2 separate regions of the Mus musculus genome follow, and region 2 is linked to region 1. The links are chromatin contacts, called in public Hi-C maps. All regions are on one chromosome and are shown on one strand. The core of a region is the stretch at or near the end of the contact, and the rest is flanking DNA. Distances in the headings are between cores, read along the strand shown.

Evidence for each region. Hi-C and Micro-C count contacts between places; a contact is called where the count stands out from the background.
Region 2: a contact with region 1 is called in a Hi-C map of the G1E-ER4 cell line, with 2.9 times the contacts expected there. The contact joins the promoter of Myl12b here to the enhancer-like site in region 1. A contact is called at or near these places in 3 of 39 promoter capture datasets (embryonic stem cells and pre-B cells), 33 of 484 Hi-C or Micro-C datasets (B cells, CD4 T cells, the CH12 cell line and 22 more), 5 of 115 datasets of contacts at active chromatin or transcription factors (effector CD8 T cells, embryonic stem cells and epiblast stem cells) and 4 of 9 other capture datasets (adipose tissue, embryonic stem cells, liver and 1 more).

The regions. Positions count from the first base shown.
Region 1 is chr17:70,917,214-70,920,787 of GRCm38.p6, forward strand. The region is part of intron 1 of Gm26510 (a long non-coding RNA gene); the gene reads right to left. The region is part of intron 1 of Gm52315 (a long non-coding RNA gene); the gene reads left to right. Among named protein-coding and RNA genes, the nearest start is that of Gm26510, 6.0 kb to the right of the region's middle. Within about 2 kb of position 1,313, at least 39 of the 459 cell types and tissues checked have an H3K27ac peak or open chromatin away from gene starts, as enhancers often do. A contact at or near this core is called in the G1E-ER4 cell line, where this site is marked.
Region 2 is chr17:70,988,474-70,992,023 of GRCm38.p6, forward strand. It overlaps Myl12b (myosin, light chain 12B, regulatory), which reads right to left and starts at 2,043. Exons shown (of 4, transcript NM_023402.2): 1 at 2,000-2,043.

The DNA.
Region 1 (3,574 bases), core at 63-2,562:
AAAGTGTGTAATGACTGTGCTAAGAGAGCGTGGAAGATGGAGGCTTTGTCTCTCCGAAGCAGATGGAAAGGGAGTGTCCTGTGGACGATGAGAGCAAGGCCGGCTGCCGACTTAGATTAATGGCACCCCAACACCCTGAAAGAACTCGCAGATGTGGTCACCGCACACAGAACTCAGAAAGAAGACAGAGATGAGCAAACAAGTTCCAGATTTCCCAGCCCGCCTTGCAGGGCTGTGCGCTGGAGAAGTCCAGTGACTGGCTTGAAGGGAAGATGAAAGGGAATTCCTTCGTGTTTATTCAAGAGCATGGTGGCTGTCAGGCATTATCACAAATTCTCCAAATCTGAGATCATTTGGTAACACATCCCTCATGGAACAGGCAAATGCCACAGTCATTTATCTGGTAACATCCTGGCGAATGCAGTACAGAGTCCTTTCTGTCCTGGTATTTATCTCACGAGACCAGTTTTAAAGGCACAGAGGGAGTAAAATTATCATAACAGAGCCAACTGCATCTACCTGTTAAGGAATACACACTCACGCACATGTGTACATGCGCGCGCACACACACGCACACGTGTGCACACACATGAACACATGTACATGCACACACACACATGCAGCTATTGTACTCCCTTATATTCATAGAAAATAAATAGAAATTGTCAGCTCCCATTCAATGTCAACTGTTCATTCACTTAAGGATCTTGCTGATACTGAGACAAAATGTCATGCATTGTGGACTAGCAGGGGTAAGGTACCAAAACCTGGGGATTTCATATGACCAAAGGTAGTGGGAAGAAAGGAAAATCAGATTTCCCCCACGAAATGGCCCAGAGAAAGTAAACTGCAGAATCTCTGGACCCTGCTTAGACCGGGCTGGAAAGTTTAGCATACACTTTCTTACTCCTTTGCCACTGAACATATGAACCTGCTGTGTCGTGACTCAAGAGAGTTAGTTAATCTTCTCCCAGAAGGCTTGAGAGTGAAGAACCGGAGGCAAAGGGTTTTGAACAATCGCTCCTTGGGCGGGTTTGGCCAAATGATGAATGTCAGTGTTTCTCTCTCTGTCTCTCAAGTGTCTGTGTGTGTGTGTGTCTTTTAATAAAACTCAGCCCTGTTGTTTTATGGTTGGACAACTGAAGCTACTTTGTCTCGTAGCTGAAACTCAAGAAACGCTGACATACGTTCTCATTTCTGAGTTATAAAATTTCTGTGGCCCACAAAATCCCTTGAGGGGTTGTCAAGGCAAAGGAACAGGAAGAGCCCTGCCTAGTCACATGCCAGGAATCTGACCCTCAGAAAAATGTCTGGGGCCAGGAGGAAACACAAGGCTGAACTGGGTGGCCCCAAATCCCTCCGGCTCACCCTTCAGGGCAGACACATACAGGTGTGCGATGGAGGGAACACATAAGACATCTCATTGTCTCCATTAGAGCAACGTGGATGCTACGATGGAAAGCTTCAGTCTTGTTTCATCTTGTTGCTCAGGCACGCGCAACCCTCCCCACGCCACCCTCTTGTCCGCAGTTCTCTTTCAATGATGCTGCCAAAATAGGAAAAATGTGAGCACATCTTGTCAGGATCTGAGTTCAGAGGAAGACAGAAGAGCGTGACATAATCAGGGAGTCCGGCATAGCAAAGCCTCAACTCTTTCTGCTCACTCCTGCCAGCCGTCCTTACACACTTCCACGGTTGTTATAACCAGGGGAGGAAACAACAAAGCCCACCCCTCTGCACAGACCGCTTCTTCACTGGCTTCCATCTCTCTTCTTTGCATATGTGCAGTGCCAGAGATGACAGCAGAGCTTTGTGCACACCCCACACTGAGTCACATTCCTGTCCCCAGGCTTCCTCCAACTTTGGTGAAACTATACTACTAAGAGTCTTTTCTTTATGAGCTGGGAGGAGGGTTGCCAGATAAAACACAGGATGGCATGTTAAATTTCAATGGGATAACAACAGGGACATTCTTTTAAAAAAAAAAATGTATTCATTGTTCACTCCAAATTCAAGTTCTACTGCTGACCTGTCTGCTGGCAGCCCTCGTGGGAGAAGGTCCAGCCCAGATCCCCTAAAAAATAAGCTTGACCCTTCTCTGGCCTTGTTATTGGTGATACTCTGTGTGTATGTGGTATGTATTTTGTGATATGTGTGTTTCTGCATGTATGCATAGTATATGTTTCTATATGGCATGTGTTTTGTGGTATATGTATATGATATGTAAATGTGCATATTGCATGTATTTTGTGGTATGTATGTATATGTTTTGTGTTATATGTGTGTTTGTGTATGTGTGTATAGTATACGTGTGTCTACATGGCATGTGTTTTGTGGTATGTGTGTGTGTGGTATGTGTTTGTTATGTGTGTATATATGGCATGTGTTTTGTGGTATATGTATATGATATGTAAATGTGCATATTGCATGTATTTTGTGGCATGTATGTATATGTTTTGTGTTATATGTGTGTTTGTGTATGTGTGTATAGTATACATGTGTCTACATGGCATGTGTTTTGTGGTATGTGTGTGTGTGGTATGTGTTTGTTATGTGTGTATATATGGCACGTGTTTTGGGGTATGTGTGTGTGTGGTCTGTGTGTATATGTGAAGTGTGTGTGTGTTTATCTGTGTGTGTATGTAAAGCTGTATGAACATGGTGACTTCCTCTCTTCTCTGTCTTCGCCAAGTAACACCACATACCACTCTGTCCTAGTCTTTCCTTCTCTTAAGTCTTGGAAAGAGATTTTGTGTCGTATTTTCAAATTCAGTTTAGGGTATCTTTGGTTGGATTTTTGTCCCTTGGAATAGTCTTTAGTCAAAAGCACTTTCTTTGGTCATCCTGTATAATGACTCTTTTCTTCTGGAACAGATCCGTGTGGACATATGCAGCCTGGGACGCCGCCTAATGTTTTGGAGCCGTCCTCCAGCTCTGCTGCCTCGGGGGCCCGTGCTGATATGTCACGAGAAGCCACCTGAGGCTGTGTTGAGTCCATGCAGCCACTGAAGTGGGCTGATGTCCTGATCTAACTAGGGTCCATGTTGCTGTCTGTCTCCTGTGTTACCAGTGAGGTCCATGTGGATGGATGTCTGTGCTCTGGGTTTCTGCCTGAAGTTCAGGGGCACAGGTGCAGAAGAGCTGGCCCTGCCCATCTCCAGCCACCACATGGCTCTCCTCAGTCAATGGCTTCTGGTGTGGATGCAAGCAGAGAAATGACTCATCTTCCTTTGGGGGATTGGCCCCTAGGAATTTGACCATGCTCCAGGATTTTCTTTTCTTTTCTTCTCTTTCTTTCTTCCTTCCTTCCTTTTTGTATATGTGTGGGTGGAATAGGTCACAGCAGAAGGGGACAGACATGGGGAAACTGAGAGGAGAGTACAATCGGGGTACATGACATGGGATTCTCAAACAAGAAAAAAAAAGTTAACCATACAGGCGGTAATGAGCACATACGCTCCACTGTGACTGACCACTCTGCTGCCTGTGTCCTCCAGGTGTCCAAACGCAGTGAGTTAAACCCGGGTGCCTCATTCACTAAAAGAAAGATGTTTGTACCGTGAGGATCACAAAA
Region 2 (3,550 bases), core at 793-3,292, 72 kb after region 1:
AAGCAACACCTAAGGAATCCAGCCTCGGGACATGTCCCTCCAGCCCTGTGCCTTTCGTATCAGCAGCTGCAAGGGCCGACCATGAAAACTTCAGCCACTGGCAAGGCTGCTGTGTTCCTGGAGCTGATGTGAAGTACGATGCCTGCCATGCTGAGGACACAGAACCAACCAAGAGGCGTCTTTAAGGTCTGTCTGGCCTCGCTTTCTCTTCCAAAGTCCAAGGACCTGACCATGGGGAGCACGCCTGTAAAGAATGTAATAGGCTACGGCTACATCCCTCTAATGCCTGGAAACAAGTCCAGAGGTGACACCACACCCAGAGCCCAAAGGGACTGTCCTGGATATCGTGTTTTTCAAGCCACTTTATTCCTCTGAACATCATGTAGTCTTTTTTTGGTTTGTTTGTTTGGTTTTTTCGAGACAGGGTTTCTCTATAGCCCTGGCTGTCCTGGAACTCACTTGTAGACCAAGCTGGCCTCGAACTCAGAAATCCGCCTGCCTCTGCCTCCCAAGTGCTGGGATTAAAGGTGTGCGCCACCACCGCCCGGCGGTAGCAAGCTTTGAGGCTCATTTGTTTACCTGTCCTCCTCCTTTGCACATAGTGAGTTCTGATACCCTTTTCTCCTGTGCTTGTGCCAGGTAAGGGGAACTTCAGAGGGAGGAAGGGAAACCTGCTTCGCCCGCCATGTTAAACTTGTCACAGAAGAATCAAAGACGCTGGTAACCGGGGCAGATGAAAGCCATCCCTACACAACTGTATCATTCAACCTTGGGGGAATGGGGATATCGGTCCCATCCCTGGCTTTCCTAACTTTGGCCAACCATTATCACCCAGGGATCTGTCCTTCATAAGCTGCAGCTCAGTGAACAGGTGCCTTTGTGTGTGTGTGTGTGTGTGTGTGTGTGTGTGTGTGAGAGAGAGAGAGACAGAGAGAGACAGAGAGAGAAACAGAGACAGAGAGACAGAGTGAGGAGCAAGTGGATAGAAAAACCCTGGTGGCATCATATGAATTCCTGAAGTGATGTTCCCAGGCAAATGACATCACCTCACTTAAGGGTTTATTGAAGGAGAAAATGCTGTGATATTTCTCTAACACACAGGACTACAGCCAAGCCATCTCTAGAACAAAAGCTGTCAACCCGATTCCCTAAACATCCTTTGTCGTGTTACTTCCTTGTCGTGGGTGACTCCCCAAATCCTCTTACGTAATTTTTCATTTCTCATCGAGTTTTCAGTACACCTCTAAAGAAAGAGGCCTACCTTGGCTAACTAACTACGTTATTTTATTGTATAGGGTCTCGCCTGGGGTCGTGTGTATCCAAGAGCCCTACCCTAACTACCTTCCTCTTTCCCAGCTAGTACTCAGTTATTGTTCTTCTCCCTTCCGGCTGACCACCCGCGCTTCTTGTGCACATAATACGATGCTCATCTTTTGAGCTTTTTGCTCGGTACCTCCTAGCAGAGATCCACCAGTTCATCTTGGATCCCTGGCTCAATATGTTCTCCATTCTTTCCAGCTTTCTTCGAATTGTCCTCTAACAATGAGCTAAATCTTTGCAAGACCTAAGACCCAGTAAGGATTTATGCAAATCAGCCCATTTTAGCATTTGCTAACCAGGAACTCTAGTACCAGTTCCTGGTTTCCTCTGGCAGGAACCATACACCAGCGGGCTTCTCCTCCCCCAACGCGTCTAGAACAGATGCACGCAGTTGCGCTAACACACAGCTTGGACCTGCAGCCTGCAGCCTGCAGCCGCGGCAGGTGCGGGCAGCCGGGCACCAGGTGTCAGTCATCGGATGTCGCAGGCCCAGTGCACACGGTCCCGGGGCCTCGTTCGGCCAGGGTTCGCCAGCACAGGAACCGCGTAGGGCCTCGAACCGAGCCACCTCCGCTCCACCAGCCGATGGTCCAGCCGCCCGCAGGCTCCAGGCGCGGTTGCGCAGCACTAGGGACAGATGCGGCCCGGGAGATGCCCCGCGGGGTCGAGAGCCACTCACCTGACCTGATGCTGCACACCCGAGAGGATCCGACCGGCGACTGCGACCAGCGGAGGTTGGGGCGGGACAGTGGCGGCGCCGCACTTCCGGCCCGGGGGCGGGGCGGAAGGAGCACCGGCGAGCCCGGCGCGACCAACCGTGGCAGGGGGTTGCTGCAAGCGTTTCGAAGACCCGGAGGACCCAGGCAGCCAGCGGCGGAAACTAGCCTGGCTGCACGACCCGACGAACTCAGCCCCTGTAGCCGCGAGTACATATTCCCCAGCTCACTGGCACGGCATCCTCCTGCCGCAGCCGCGCCGGCTTGCTGGTCTCCCCGGCTCCCAGCGCAAGTCCCGCGCCCCTTCCGCATTCCCGAGCCGAGGGCGGAGCGCCAGCGCTGGAATTTGACCCGGGTGGGCTGGGAGCCGCCCTGGTTTGGGGGTCCCCTGGCGCCTGCAGCGGGCAGCCCGAAGTTGCCTGATTTAGCAGAGGGCAGTTGGCCTGGTTAAACTGAGTTTTAGATAAACAATGCTCAAGAGAAGGAATGTAATCCGGAAGAGGGCGGCGGCTGAGCACTCTCCAGTGGGCTCCAGAAACGTTCTCGCTTATTTGAAATTGCACTCCAGCCAGTGGCCTTTACTTTCTCCCCGCCGGGAGGTCATATTCTAGAAGTCTGATCAGAAATTCCGTGTCAGACGGTGGTGGCGACACCTTTGATTCCAGCACTTAGAAGGCTGGGGCAGCATCTCTGTGAGCTGAAGGCCAGCCTGGTCTACAGAGCTTAGTTCCAGGACAGCCACGCTACACGTAGAAAACCACCTCCCTTCCTACCCCACTTCCAAAAGAAATTCCTCCAAGGCAGGAACACTATGGTCTCCAGCACTGAGTATCCGTGTACTTCACAGCAGTCCAGACAATACAAATACAACTTAGGGGCCAGCAAGATGGCTCAGCAGGTAAAAGTGCCTGTTAGCACGCATGACTGAGTTATTTTCTCAGGGCCCACAGAGAACAACCAATTCCTGTAATTTGTTCCTTGAGCCCCGTATGCAGGTACCAGGGAATGTGCAGCCTCCTCCCCAAACTAGTAGATAAAATGTAAAATAAGATAATAATCCTAATAAATTGAGGGTGGCTTTAAATATGCGCTTGAAAAAATCAGGGTCTGGGATTGCGTAGGTCAGAGGTGGAGAATAGGCGCCAGGTGGTACTGATGCTGTATCTTTGATCCTATTTGTCCTCAAAAATCATTGCTTAAATAATTATGTTTCTTATAAAGTTATGGCACTTTCAGGGTTTGTTACATAAGTCTACCACCACTTCCTAGATCCTCACCCTAGGCAATGTAAAATCAGTTAATGAGCAGGATGTGGTGGGCACAGGCCTTTAACCCTGGCATTCCAACGGGTAAACTTAACACAGCAAAAGTCCCTCTCAAAAACCCAGAGTGCGCACAGGGAGGTGGGTCAGTGGCTAAGAGTACTTGCTATGCAAACAAGAGGACTCAAGTTTGAAGTCCCAGCACTCATGTAAGGGCCAGGCTTCCCCTCTTTCCAGGGAACCACAAATCGG